Regions from separate parts of the Arachis hypogaea genome. Here region 1 is linked to region 2. The links are chromatin contacts, called in public Hi-C maps. All regions are on one chromosome and are shown on one strand. The core of a region is the stretch at or near the end of the contact, and the rest is flanking DNA. Distances in the headings are between cores, read along the strand shown. Region 1 has its middle 30 kb from the start of LOC112804702. Region 2 holds the start of LOC112801977 (lupeol synthase).

Evidence for each region. Hi-C and Micro-C count contacts between places; a contact is called where the count stands out from the background.
Region 1: a contact with region 2 is called in a Hi-C map of leaf, with 5 times the contacts expected there. The contact joins the enhancer-like site here to the promoter of LOC112801977 in region 2. A contact is called at or near these places in 2 of 8 Hi-C or Micro-C datasets (leaf and an unstated tissue).

Annotation. Positions count from the first base shown.
Region 1 is chr5:93,514,470-93,521,226 of arahy.Tifrunner.gnm2.J5K5, reverse strand. It overlaps the pseudogene LOC112803769. Among protein-coding and RNA genes, the nearest start is that of LOC112804702, 30 kb to the left of the region's middle. Within about 2 kb of position 4,571, at least 1 of the 3 cell types and tissues checked has open chromatin away from gene starts, as enhancers often do.
Region 2 is chr5:93,169,420-93,176,615 of arahy.Tifrunner.gnm2.J5K5, reverse strand. LOC112801977 (lupeol synthase) reads right to left here and starts at 1,782. Exons shown (of 17, transcript XM_025844950.3): 1 at 1,407-1,782; 2 at 1-147. The coding sequence starts at 1,601.

The DNA.
Region 1 (6,757 bases), core at 3,322-5,821, 340 kb before region 2:
ATGCTTTATTTTGAATACAAAAGACAATCTTAAAAAATTTGATCCAAAGTCATATAAATATCTTTTTGTGGGATATTCAACTTTTAACAAAGTTTATAGAGTATACCTTAAAGAATCAAGGACCATTGAAAAAATCATACACATTATTTTCTTTGATTCTAATTCTGTTCCTAGTGTTATAGTAGATAATGATACAGGAATTCAAGTTGAAAAAAGCAAACTGAAGATCAAAGTCAAGTCAAATATGGATTCGTGCAAGTTGTCCCTAATCCTGATATTGCAGACCAATTTACAGAGACAATCTCATTTTATCTCCTAATACTGTAAAAATTTCTGAAATATCAAGCAACTATGAATCAAACCTGTCCAAATTTGTTTCTAAATCTCCAAACCTAGAGAATGGAAATTTCTGAAGAACTACCCTCAAGACTTTATCATTGAAAATTCATCTCAATGAGTCACAATTAGATCCTCATTTAGAAAAAATTTGAAAAAAAATAACTTAGTACTTATTTCTCAAATAGAACCACAAAATGTGAAAGAATCTCTTGGTAATTCTTCTTGGGTCAAAGTTATGGAGGAAGAGCTGCAACAATTTAAGAAAAATAAGGTGTGAACATTAATGCTGGTTCCAATTGAGAAAAAAAAGTGACAGGAACAAAATGGATTTTTAGGAACAAATTGGGTGAAGACGGAAGCATAGTAAGAAACAAGGCAAGACTAGTGGTACAAGGATATGACCAAGAGGAAGAAATAGGTTTTGATGAGTCCTTTACTTTAGTAGCCCAAATGGAAGAAATTAGGATTTTTCTTGCTTATTGCCCATTGTGGTTTTAAACTATTTCAAATATATGTTAAATGTGTTTTCTTGAATGAAGATTTTTAAAAAATAAAATTTTTCAAGCCATATTTTTAAACTCTCAAAAGTACTTTATGGTTTGAAACAAGCTCCTAACGTTTAGTATGAAAGACATAGCTCTTTCTTATTGAAAAATAGTTTTCTAAGAGGTACCACAGATACAACTTTATTTATCAAAAAATCTAATGATCATTTCATTCTGGTTCAAGTCTATGTGGATAATATTGTCTTTGGCTTGGCTAATAAATCTTTATGTGCTGGTTTTAGCAAATTAATGACTAGTGACTTTGATATGAGTATGAATGAGAGAACTTACATTATTTCTTGGACTCCAAATCAAACAAACTCCTAGTGACACTTTTGTGCACCGAGAAAAATATGCCAAAGAGTTGGTAAAAAAATTTGGTTTGGAAAATGCTAAGCCAATGAGCACACTAATGCATCCAAATTCTAAACTTGAAAAGGATGAAAATGACAAAGTCGTGGATGAAACTAGATTTAGAAAAATGATCGGTTTACTCATGTATCTCACTTCCTCTAGACCGAATATAGTTCAAAATGTTGAAATTTATTCTAAATTCCAATCGTATCCTAAAGAATCCCATCTTTCAGTCGTTAAAAGGATCATTGGATATATAAATGACACATCTGATTTTGGCTTATGGTATCCTAAATCTGCTGAGTTATAGTGGATTATTGTGATGCAAATTTTGCCGGTGATCAAGTAAACCGAAGAAGCACATTTGAAATCTAGTATTTTCTTGGACAGTCACTAAATGTGTAGTCAAGTAAGAAACAAGCTACTGTAGACTTATTTACACCCGAAGCTGAATACATAGCCGCATCCTCATGTTGTTCACAATTGCTATAGATGAAAACCCAACTTGCACTCTAGAACCAAACACATTGAAGTAAGATTTCACCCTATTAGAGAACACATTCAAAAGAAAAACATTGACATTTAAATTGTAAGATCTAATGACAAACTTGCTTATATATTTACTAAACCACTGTCTAAAAACAGATTTTGCAAGTTGAGAATAACCTTGGGTATTATTTGTGTTGAATCCTTAAACTAACTTGATGGTGAATTTTTCTATGTTTTTGTCTCTCAGGTCGAAAGGAGACAAAACTGGACAAATGATGAACCCCTCTAAGTTTCCTTAATCAACGCTGAGTATTACCTTCTGTTTGATATGGGTCAAGCTGAATATTTTTGGAGGTCCCTTGTGTTTTTTTAAACTTCACCATTGGGCTAAAAAAAGCTGTATTCTATGAATTAGGTCTCATCATACCTTTGATCATAAATCCAAAATATTTGTTTTTATATTTTTTACCAAGTCAAATTATGTTTAGATTCCCAAAGATTTTTTTTTACTTCTCTTTTCACATGCTTACTTCCATATATTTATAAAATGTTTTTGAAACACCTTTTCAAAGTATTTTGAAAGATATTTTGTGTTTTCAAAATAAGTATTCATTTTAATTACTTATCGGAAATCGCTCATCTTCCTCGTCTAGCTTCCATTATTCTCAAAAACTGAATTTATCGATGTTTATTATAATGAGAAAGAAGGTAGCCTGCAGAGGTTCTCTAGCAAACCCTCCACCTAGAAATCCTCCTCCAAAGAATCAAGTACACACCCATATTTACATTCATTCTCACTCTTCATCACACTCCTCACCTATTTCAGAGACAATGACTCAAGCGAAAGCAACCTCTCATCATCCATCAACACTTCTTCCAAATGCTGGCACTTTTAGGGCAAATGTGGCCAAGGAAGAAGCCTATAACCAAGGAAGAACCACCTTTGTCTTCTCTTCCTCCTCAATCTTCTTCTCGTCCAAAAGGACGTTCTGCTCCTAAAGCCTCATCAAACCGTTCAACCAAAGGTAATCGTCGACCTTCTCTTCAATCTGAAAAGGAACCTTATGACTTTGATCCTGTCGATTTCAACTGATTTTGGCAACCTTTCTCATTCTCATTTTGACCCATTTTGTTTCTTTTCAAGCATGAACTTCAAATTTTACAGGTCTATTGTGTCTAATCGCCCCTTACATTTAACATACCTGGCTTATTTAGATGTCTTGGCTAAAAAAAGTTTGAATTTTGTTGAAAATATTGTTTACCTAGACTGGAAAAATCTTGTTAAAATTATAAAATCAGTTTATCTTGAATTGTTTCGAGAGTTCTATGCTAACATGTACTATCATAAAAAAAATATTCATTCATATGTTAGTGGCCATGGAATTTATTTAAACAAAGATTCAATCAGTAAAGCCCTATATTATAATGACCTAGGTGTAAATATTTACACCTTTGGTAAGTGGAATAATGATCTGGACATTTTATACAAAGATGCTTTGGTCAATAGATGTGAACATTTTTCTTATGGTTGGTGTCACTACAAACCACTACACCGATCTCTAGGTCTTGTTAGAGTCCAGCTGCATCATATCATCACTCATATTCTCTTATTTCAAAGTGGTTCCTATCAAAGAGTTACTCTCTGTGATACCTTAGTTCTATTTTCCATTCTTAACAAAGCTGAAATCTCTTTTTGCATACTTAATGATGTGTCACATGTACGATTGCATCCGTAGTGACAAAAATATTTTCTTACGAAATGTATATTTTTAACCTGTTTTTTCGAACATTTTGGTGTTGATCTAATTGATGACAAGATAATAGAACTTCTTATCTAAAAGGCGGTGGTCCAGTAAAACAATCTAAGAAAAAAGGGACTAGAAATGAAAATGACATTGTCATAGAAGAAAAAGAAGATAAAAGTCTTCCTCCTCCCTCAGTTGACGGCACATCCTCCTCCAACAAGTATCTAGTCAATGGCGTAGTGAAAGACCAAGAATTTGTGAATTTGACCAAACAGCTGATTAATTTGAGCAAGCAAGCAAGAAAATTGACAATTCAAAATGAAAATTTCTTGAGAAAATCTCAAAGCCGAGTTGAAGTGTTTCTTAAGTATATTGACTCTTTGGAAATGGAACCATTGCAATCTGATAAAAAAGATAAAGAGATCTTGGAATCCAAGGATAAGGGATCTGATGTTTAGTCCATTGTTTCTATTGTTGTTGCTTAAAATTGTTTTTGTTGTTATGTTATGATCTTTTTATACTCTTTACTTTATTTGGATGATTGTAATCTGATTGATGGGATTTAAAAATTTGAACTGATGACTGTTTCTACCTAACAACATTTTATGCAGGACATATGTTACCTCCTTGATAACAAAAGAGAAAGTGAATATAAAAATAAATTGAATTAATTAAGTTGTAGACTATCTGTTTGATGCTATTGGTTGTTTAACAGTTTCTTATTGGTTGATGCTGCATTATGAACTTTGAAGCTTGATAGTTTTTGAAATGCTGGTTCAATGCTTTAAGGAAGTGATTTGATTATAAGTTCTGCATATAGATGCCTGTTTATTAATAATTACATGTTAAGAAAAGTACACAGGAGAAGCCATCTGAACGAAAAAAATGGGGAGATTAACCTGAAGTTGAAACATTAAAGAGAAGCATCATAAAACTCCTCTTCCTTTAATTTCAATTCATTTATTTCTAATGTTTGTCATCAAGAAGGAGATGTTTGGGTTTTAAAAAAATAACAATAATAAATGATGACCAACATGATAGTTTTGGGTTGAAAACGCGAAAATAAATGAGATGTGTGTGTTCATTGTGCAGGCGTCTAATAAAAATACAACCATTCATTCAGGCCCAAGAACAAGTACAAACATTACACGCCCATATGACCCAATTACAACAAGCCAACTATTTTCTTCTCTGACCCGTAAACAAATGATAAAAACACTCCCATCTCTCTTTAGTTTAATGCAATTACAAATGAATTTAATTTTAATATATTATAAATATAAGATTTAAACATCTGTCTAATCATATATTATTGTATTAGAAAAAAATATAACTCAACTATGTACTAGGTGAAAAATTTACAAATAAAAATAAGTGATCAATTAGTGTAGATTTATGTCATTGTTTAATATTATATTATAAAATTATTTATTCTAAAAAAAAATTAAATTATTAGGTCATGATATATAATTGATTATATATCTAATATAAATTAAAAGATTAATTTCGACAGAATTTGTATGAACCTGTAATCCTTCAGCTGTGCAATCAGAGACTTGCCAACCTTGGTCATGCATTGAGAATTCCATGAACCTTTTGAGATGTGTCTATACATTCCCATGAAGTCACCACTAGGGTTTTCACTAACCTTCAATTTCAAATTAAAGTCTCTTTTAATAGTAATTTTTGTTTCAAAGATCATATAGTATAGATATGTATAATGAAGAAACATTAATTAATTAATTAATTAATTAATTAATAGGTATTAATTGGTCGTACCTGTGAAGCCTTGACAAAATCGTGAGCTTTTCTAAGTGTAGGACCGTACTCTTCACTTAGATTACAAGCAAGTATTGCTTGGATTGCAAATGCTGCATCCCACATTTGACTACCAAAACTCTACATCATTTTGAAGAACAATTATTAATTACTAATTTTTTTTAAATTTCATTTAGTGTAAAACTTTTTTATATTTTACAGCTTGTTGTATAATTTAATTTAATTTAATATTTTAAAAATTTTACAATAATTACCTTAAAATTACGAAAAAGAAATAATTATAATAATTAATGGCGTAAGAAAACAGTGAATCATAGTTAGTTATTATACCAATATTGGAAAATCAATTTAAATTGATTCTTTAATATTAATTAACTACATTATTATTGAAAAATACAGAGTTGAGTATAATTAAACAAAATTATTTTAAAAAAGCAATAATTACTTGAATTTTCAAGCCATCTTCGGCGAGCCAAAAATAATCAGGAATTCGGGCTAAATGGAGTTTGTATGCCTCCGAATTAGGATCTTCAACCCAACGCGCAATCAAACACAAAACCTGCATTATGTCATGATTTTCATTTCCTTCAATTATTCATATAAGATTATTGCATTGTAAATGAATAAAATATAAGATTATTTTATTTACCTTCTCTACACTTCCAATGCAAAGGTATCTACTATTCTCATCCTCATATCTAACATGACTAATTGCAATTTCTAATGCCTTTTGTCTAAGCTTAGAAAAGGGCCAAGAATTCAGCAAAGGCTCTCCCACGTGATGAAGAAATCCCCATAACATATCTTGAATTAAAGGATGTGGATAATACAAATCCTCCTATATATATATATTTGTATCATGTATGTCATTATAACATTAATTAGGGATATAAATATATAAGACAGCGTTTGAAAGAAAAATTGAGACCATAAGATTAGGAGGAGATTGAAAAATAGATTAAATCGAGTATTTTTATTATATTTGGTGTAAAATATATTAAATTAATGAGTATAATTTAAGATAAATATAAAAATTGAAGAATAATAAAATTTAAAAAATTAAATATAAATATTTTAAAAAATATATTATTAAAATTTTAGTCTTTTATATTCTATTTTTGAAAAATACTAAAAGAACTAAATTTTATATTCTAAAACTGAAATTTTAGTTCCAATATTTAATTATCGAACACAATATTGAATCCAATTCCTTAGTTTTAGTCTCAATACTCTCTCAAAATAAATAGTACCTAATTGCATGCATGACACAAAGCACAATATTTAAATGAGTATTAATCATTATTAGAAATTAAATAAATATTCAATGAACCTTAGCAACACAATTTCGAGCTTTATTCCAGTTGATTTGATCATAAGGTTTATTGTACATTTCTTCTCTCAAAGATGTGATTAAATTGGTGACAGGACCCACAAACTTCTTTCCATATAAATATGACATTGGCATATAAACCAAGCGACAGTAGCATAACATATTCCCTGGCACAA
Region 2 (7,196 bases), core at 533-3,032:
GGGCCAGTGACCATCATGTGCTTGAATAGAAGAAAAGAAAGTGAGAGATCTTCTCATTGTTGTAATCAATGCTTCTTTTGTTATCTTCTCTTCTTCTCCCACTTTCACTGCTTCTGGTATTGCTCCACATCTGTTCTCTTTTGTGAGCTGCCACCGGTTAAATGCATTTCAATTTTTGTCAATACTCAACCACCCCATGACCAGAGTCATAAGTGAAGTGATCAAGTGAGTCATAGCAATAATTGTTTATTATTGTAAATGTGAAGTTGGCAGAAAAAGAAGAAGAAGAATAATACTTGATTTGACTATATTTTAGCTGATGAAAAAAGATAATAGTTATATTTCTAATATTTCGTAAATTTTTATTGTACGTATTGTATAAGTATTCTATTGACTCTTCGTACCTTCCCTTAATATATATATCTACTTATTCCTACTACCTTATAGTTGAAAGCTTTCCTATAATAATAATAGGGACATGGAAGAGATTCGGTATATTTCTTAAAAAAGATCATTTATTACATATAACTCATGAAATTTGTTATTTATAAAAATAAGCTAAAACTTTTTAATTGGAATATCATGCGCATTCAATTATATTAGGTGTACATTACAATCAGTTGCTAAAATTAATTATTTGTGTAGAATACGTATTAAAATACAAAATATAAAATACACGTTAAAAATAAATTAAACTACATATATATTTATATAAAAATATATTTTGGTAATTAATTTTAATGTGTAAATAATATTTTTATAATGCATTATTATCTTTACTATATATTTATTATTATTTCAAATTTGATATAGTAAACATGAAAAGTATTTTACATAATATATGATATGTGCTCATATTTAGATAAGTAATTATTTATGGATAATTTTTTATTTATTTAAATATTTGAAATAAGTAGGTTTACGATATTATAAAAAAATATTATGACAAAAATATTTCAGAATTTGATCTTTATTATTTTTAAAAGAATGATTTTAGTATAAAATAAATAAAAAAAATACATGCAAATTTTATATAAATTAAAAATCAACCATAAAAAATAACGGTATAAAATATATTTTTCTTACAAATGAATCATTAAAGAATGTAATGCTACTTTTTAAGTGGTGGTGGTGGTTAAAACAAAGTGCAATGTGAGTTGTGGGAGGAATGAAGTGGTTTTTCCATGTAATAATTTAAAGAAAAATGTTGATATATATGAGGGGAGATTTTCAACTTAAGAGAAAGTGAGACAGAACTAGTGATGTATTCTTTTGAAGGGCTACAATGCAAATTGAAGATGGAGTTTTGGCATGATGTATGGATAAGGGATGGATAAGGAATACACAACAAACAAAAATCGAACTCTAACTCTTTCGGACATTGATACAAACCATTGAAAAATTACCTGCATCCTCATTAAGAGGTCAGAACTTTGTTTGATGGAAAATTTATTTTTAGTGAACTCTTGGCGTAGCCTTTCAACCTCAGCACGTTCTTGTGGTGTTCCTGCATTTGGATCGAATTCCCAATGTTGTCTTCCTATGAAGTTGTTCACTGAAACCAAGTTCTTTCCTCCTTCTGCTATCTTCAACTTCCACATCTTCAACTACTATGTATGTTTCTGTTTTTGTTTGATCTCTTTTTACTTCTCCAGTTCTCCCTCTGTTGCTACCTCTTTTGATGAAACCACAGAGTATGTAGCTTTATATAATATACACTACACTATGCAACAGAGTGAAATAATTAAATTTTGATTCTTAGACTATGTATCTATAAGAGAAATTAAATCTATTTATGTGCCTCTTTCTTAGCTTTTTGCTTAAATTTATGGAAGATATAATTTTATGACATCTAATTAGAATTTTAATAATTGAAAAATCTGGATTTTTAATTTTATTATTTCTTTAAAAAAAATAATATAAAATAAATAAAAATAAAAAATTATGTAAAAATGTAAACAAATTTAAAAAAAAAACTCTTCTACAAAAAAGTAAGTTAAAAATATAATTATTTTTATATTTTTTTATCCGTTTTTAAGTTTTTTAAAAAAACTAATTTTATGAGAATAACTTTATGTACTATATAGTATGTATCCAAGAGGGTGAAATAGTTAAATTTTGATTGTTAGACGGTGTAAATTATTTTTAAATTGTAATATTAACTTTCTGTATATAATAACGCGCCACTCACATTGGACGTTAAAGATAACTTGCGGAAGGTAATAATATTTTTTCAATAACTACCGAAAGTGTGTCCTAAATTTCAATTAGGCAAGTATCATCATATTAAACTAATCGGTTCCAGCCTCGTTAATTTATAAAAAGATTGATTTTGTAATTCATTATGCTCATTAATTTTATATTGTTATTCAATTTTTATTTTATTTTTTAAAATTCAATAAAAAATATTTTTTATATAATCAAAATATTATAAAATTTTAAAATATATTCATTATTTTTTGAAATGATATTTTGTATTAAAATTAATAAAAAGTATTTTTTATTGAAATAAAATTATAAATTTTAAAAACATGCTCACCACTCTTTTAAAATTATATTTTTCACTAAATTTTACAAAAAAAAAAATTCAAAGCATACAAATTATAAATTTCTAAAACATTCTTGTCACTCCCTAAAATTATAATTTGTGACAAATTCTAAAAAAAATTGTCAAAATAAAATATTATAAATTAAAAAAAAATCTTAATTTTTCTTCTCAAATTGTATTTTGTACCAAATAAATTTTTTAAAATATCCATTATTCTCTTAAGATTATATTTTGCTTAAATTCTATAGAAAATAATTTTTTTCTTAAAAGTAAAAAGTTGTAAATTTCTAAAGTATACTCATCACTCTTTTGAAATTATATTTTGCACTATAAATTATATTAAAAATAATATGTATATGAACACAATTTATTTATGATAAATAGAAGTATCACTTTGAATATGTTATTGTTTTGTCGATTTTTAGCAAATCGATGGTGGTTCGATATCTAATAGTTTGGGAACAAAATTTACTCCTATTTTGCAGGTACCAATTTTCTATAAGTGTATCAAAGTGTCTTGAATTAGACGAGTATTAAAATAAAGGGTAAATTAAAATTTGTAAAAGAATAAAAGAAGTGAAAAACAAAGAATTCAAAAAGTAAATTGACTAAAATAAAAAAGGGTTGCGTTGAACTTTAAAGAAAGTAATAAAGATGCGGTCAAAGAACTTTGGACATAAAAATTAAAAGTACTGAAATGTAAATTAAATACGAAAATTAAACATTGCTTAAACATAAATTTGCTTGAAAGATAAAGTTTTACAAGAATCATAAATAAAAAAGATAAAGATAATGGAAGGAACCCTGCAGAAATTAAACTCAAATGCAGACTCATAAATTCTCTAGGATGTGAATGTGCTTGAGTGTATTTCTGAAGAAAGATTCCAACCCTTATTTCCTAAAACTTGCTAATATTTATAATCTACTTCTATAACCGACCATTAATTGCATGGTGCTGCCTTCTATGCACATTCTCAAATAATTGTTCCCATTCTTTTGCTGATAAACGTTATCCATAAATTCCTCATTTGAAAACAGCCTTCAATTTCTCTACTTAGTGTAACTGTTCGATTCTTTATTTAAACTTCCGTTCGATTCTTCAATTGAATACCTATTCGATTTTTCAAGATATATAAATCGAATATGTGTAAAAATAACTTCTAATAAATGTATGCATGTGCATTATTTCGACTTTCGTTCCCATCCTAACATCTTTTTAATATTTCGAATTATCTTATCTTAATCGAAAATATTTTTTGACTAACAATTATAAAACTTAAAAGAATGAAAAATACTACCTTTGTTCCAATTAAGTATTTAGTTTTAAAACTTTATTCGGTTCCAACAAGAAGAGACTAACTAAAAGAATTAAGTAAATAATATTTATTATTGTTTTCATTACATGGAGTGGAATAAAACGGATCACAATGTTCATTGGTCATCTTTTTTATTTTTTTTAAAATTAGATGTAAAATAAAAAATACTTTTTATATTAATTAATTTTGATCTAAAATATATTTTTAGAAAAGATATGGTTATGTTTTATAAATTTATAAATTTTTACTTTTACAATTATTTTGTAGACTTTGATACAAAATATAATTTTAATAGAATAATAGTATTTTTAGAAATATATAACTTTATTTTAATAAAAAATATTTTTAGTATTGATTATAGTGTAAAATATAATTTCAGAAGAGTGGTGAGTATGTTTTAAAAATCTGTAACTTTTATTTTGACACAAAAAATTTTTTTGTAGACTTAGGGCAAAATGTAATTTTAAAAGAATGATGTGTATTTATAGAAATTTATTTGGTACAAAATATCATTTTAAGAGAATAATTAATATATTTTTTAAATTTATATAGCATTTTATTTTGACACATTTTTTATGGAATATACCACAAAGTATAATTTCAGAGGGTGATGAGAATGTTTTAGAAATTTATAATTTTTGTGTCGTAAAGTTTAGTGAAAAATATAATTTTAAAAGAATGGTGAACATGTTTTCGAAATTTATAATTTTATTTCAATAAAAATATTTTTTATTAATTTTAATATAAAATATCATTTCAAAAAATAATGAATATATTTTAAAATTTTATAATATTTTGATTATATAAAAAATACTTTTATTAAATTTTAAAATAAAATAAAAATTGAATAACAATATAAAATTAATGAGCATAATGAATCGCAAAATCAATCTTTTTACAAATTAACAAGACTTCAACCGATTAGTTTAATACAATGATATTTGCTTAATTAAAATTTAGAACACCCGTTCGATAGTTATTGAAAAAATATTATTGTCTTGATCATAAGATGTTTTTGGCATCTTTATGTGAGTAGCGCCCTAATAATAATTATAGGTGTACAAATTAAATTTATCTTTCCCATTCTCATGCAAATTACATATATATATATATATATATATATATATATATATATATGAGAGTTTTTATATATGCATATTATATTATATGAATAAATTATCATTTCTATTCATAAAAGTTTAAAATGCTGACAAATGTATCCACAAAAAATAAAAGTAACTTTATACCTATAAAAAATAAATTTTTACATACAAATATATCCAAACTTTAAAAAATTATTTAAAATTTTCAATTTGCCCTTTAAATATAATCTAATTTTATTTCCCATCTTCTCTCCCCCAATTCCAAACTCTACGTCTCTACCACCGTTCTCATCCTTTGCTATCCCATAGCCATCAACATCACCATCACTTTCGTTGCCGTTATACTCAACTCCATCTTCATCATCGTTGTCTTCAATCTCATGTACCTCAATAAAATCATCATCGTCCTCCTTGTCTTCATCTATCTCCTCTCCAGACTCATTATCCTCTTCATCAATTATAAAAAAAAAAATCAAACTTTAAAAAAAATCAGGCACCCTACAAATCAGTAACACAAAAAATCAAAGTGAAGGAGAAAAGAACCCGCGATTGAGAAACACAAATATGAACATTGTAGAGGCTTTGACGAACTAGGACTTCGACGAGGTGAGTGAGGCTAGGAAACTAAACACCATCGCTGTTGGTAATATTTATTTGTCAAATAAACGTTTTAATTTCTAACAGTAACTCTCTCTCTTTCTTTGAATACAATTATTCAATTAAGCTAAGCAAACAAAGCACCCATGTTTGTACAGAAGGGAGAGAGAGAACAAAAATAGTATAGAGACAGAAGATATGTCTATTTTTGATACCTTCAGCGGCGATCGACTCCGATCACCACCAAAACTATGCCGACGAAGACAACTTCTCCGGATACGGCGGCTACTCCAGCTTCTCCGGCAGTGATGTCCTCGTTGTTGACCACACTTCTCCGTCTACTTCACCGGACATCTTCAGGTTCAGCGATTTAGATCCAAGTTACTCCTAGTCTTCCTTCGAGTTGGTGCATGTAGCAAAAAATGGTAACGACAACGGCTACCACGATGACAATATTTTCATCTCAAATGAACCAATGCTTCCAGCGCCCACAAAGATGAAATCGGAGGAAGGTTATGCCCTTCGTAAGTGGCACTAGTAAGAAGTGAGAAATGCTGGAAAATTTGGGAAATTTGAAATATTCAAAAAACTTTATTAAGGATGTTATTAATGTTGACGATGAGAGGAGAAAGAGGTTGTTGAGAAGAGACAGAAATGTCGAAAAGGGAATACGGTGGATTGAATTGCCAAACCAACAGATTTAGGATCAAGTCTGTTGTGAGAGATGATGTGGAGGAATAAAAGGCCGTTTAAAAATTTTAAATAATTTTTTAGAGTTTGAATAGAATTATTTATAAAAATCTATTTTTTGTAAATATAAAATCACTTTTGTTTACTTTTGTTTTTGTATAAATATATTTGTGAGCGTGTTAAATTTTTATGGATATAAATAATAATTTATTCTATATTATATGATATGTTTTGATAGTATTAAATATTAATAATAGATATGGAAATAACATGTGGAGATCCTGGTAATCTGGTATGCTGGCATATATTGACTTAATTATAATTTCTTGTGACTTTTTGAGAGTTCTTTTTCTGACCACTTCCGCAAGGAACTCACATTGGCGAAACTTGACCACTTTGTCACCAATATAATATTGTTTACCAAGATATTTTAACCCTTTTTTATTTTTTGGTCAACGTATTTTTTTTAGTGACATGGTCAACATATTTAATAAACTACATATCCGTGGATTTTTATCACATGCATGTATAATTGGGTCTACATAGATCAATTAATAATTTAACTAGTCACCAAAAAATTAACAATTTAACTAGTACACTGTAAAGTTAGTGATTGATTAAAAATAGTATAAAGAGCGGATATATGAAATCTCGTAAAAATGTGGTTGATGAATACGTACGTTGAAAAGTATATTGGTATTTTATTTTGCGATTTTGAATTTGAGTCTCAAAAATAAAAAATAAAAAATAAAAAATTATATGTAGTTATTTTTATGTGAAATTATTAGTTGAAAATTTTTAAATAATTTAAAATATTTGATTATATTATTATTTAATGACTCTCAACTATTAATTTCATAAAAAAAATTGTATGTGAATCTTCATTATAAAAAGTTCTCTATATTTTATGGAATTTGAGTTAAGTTGATAAAAATTAGTCAA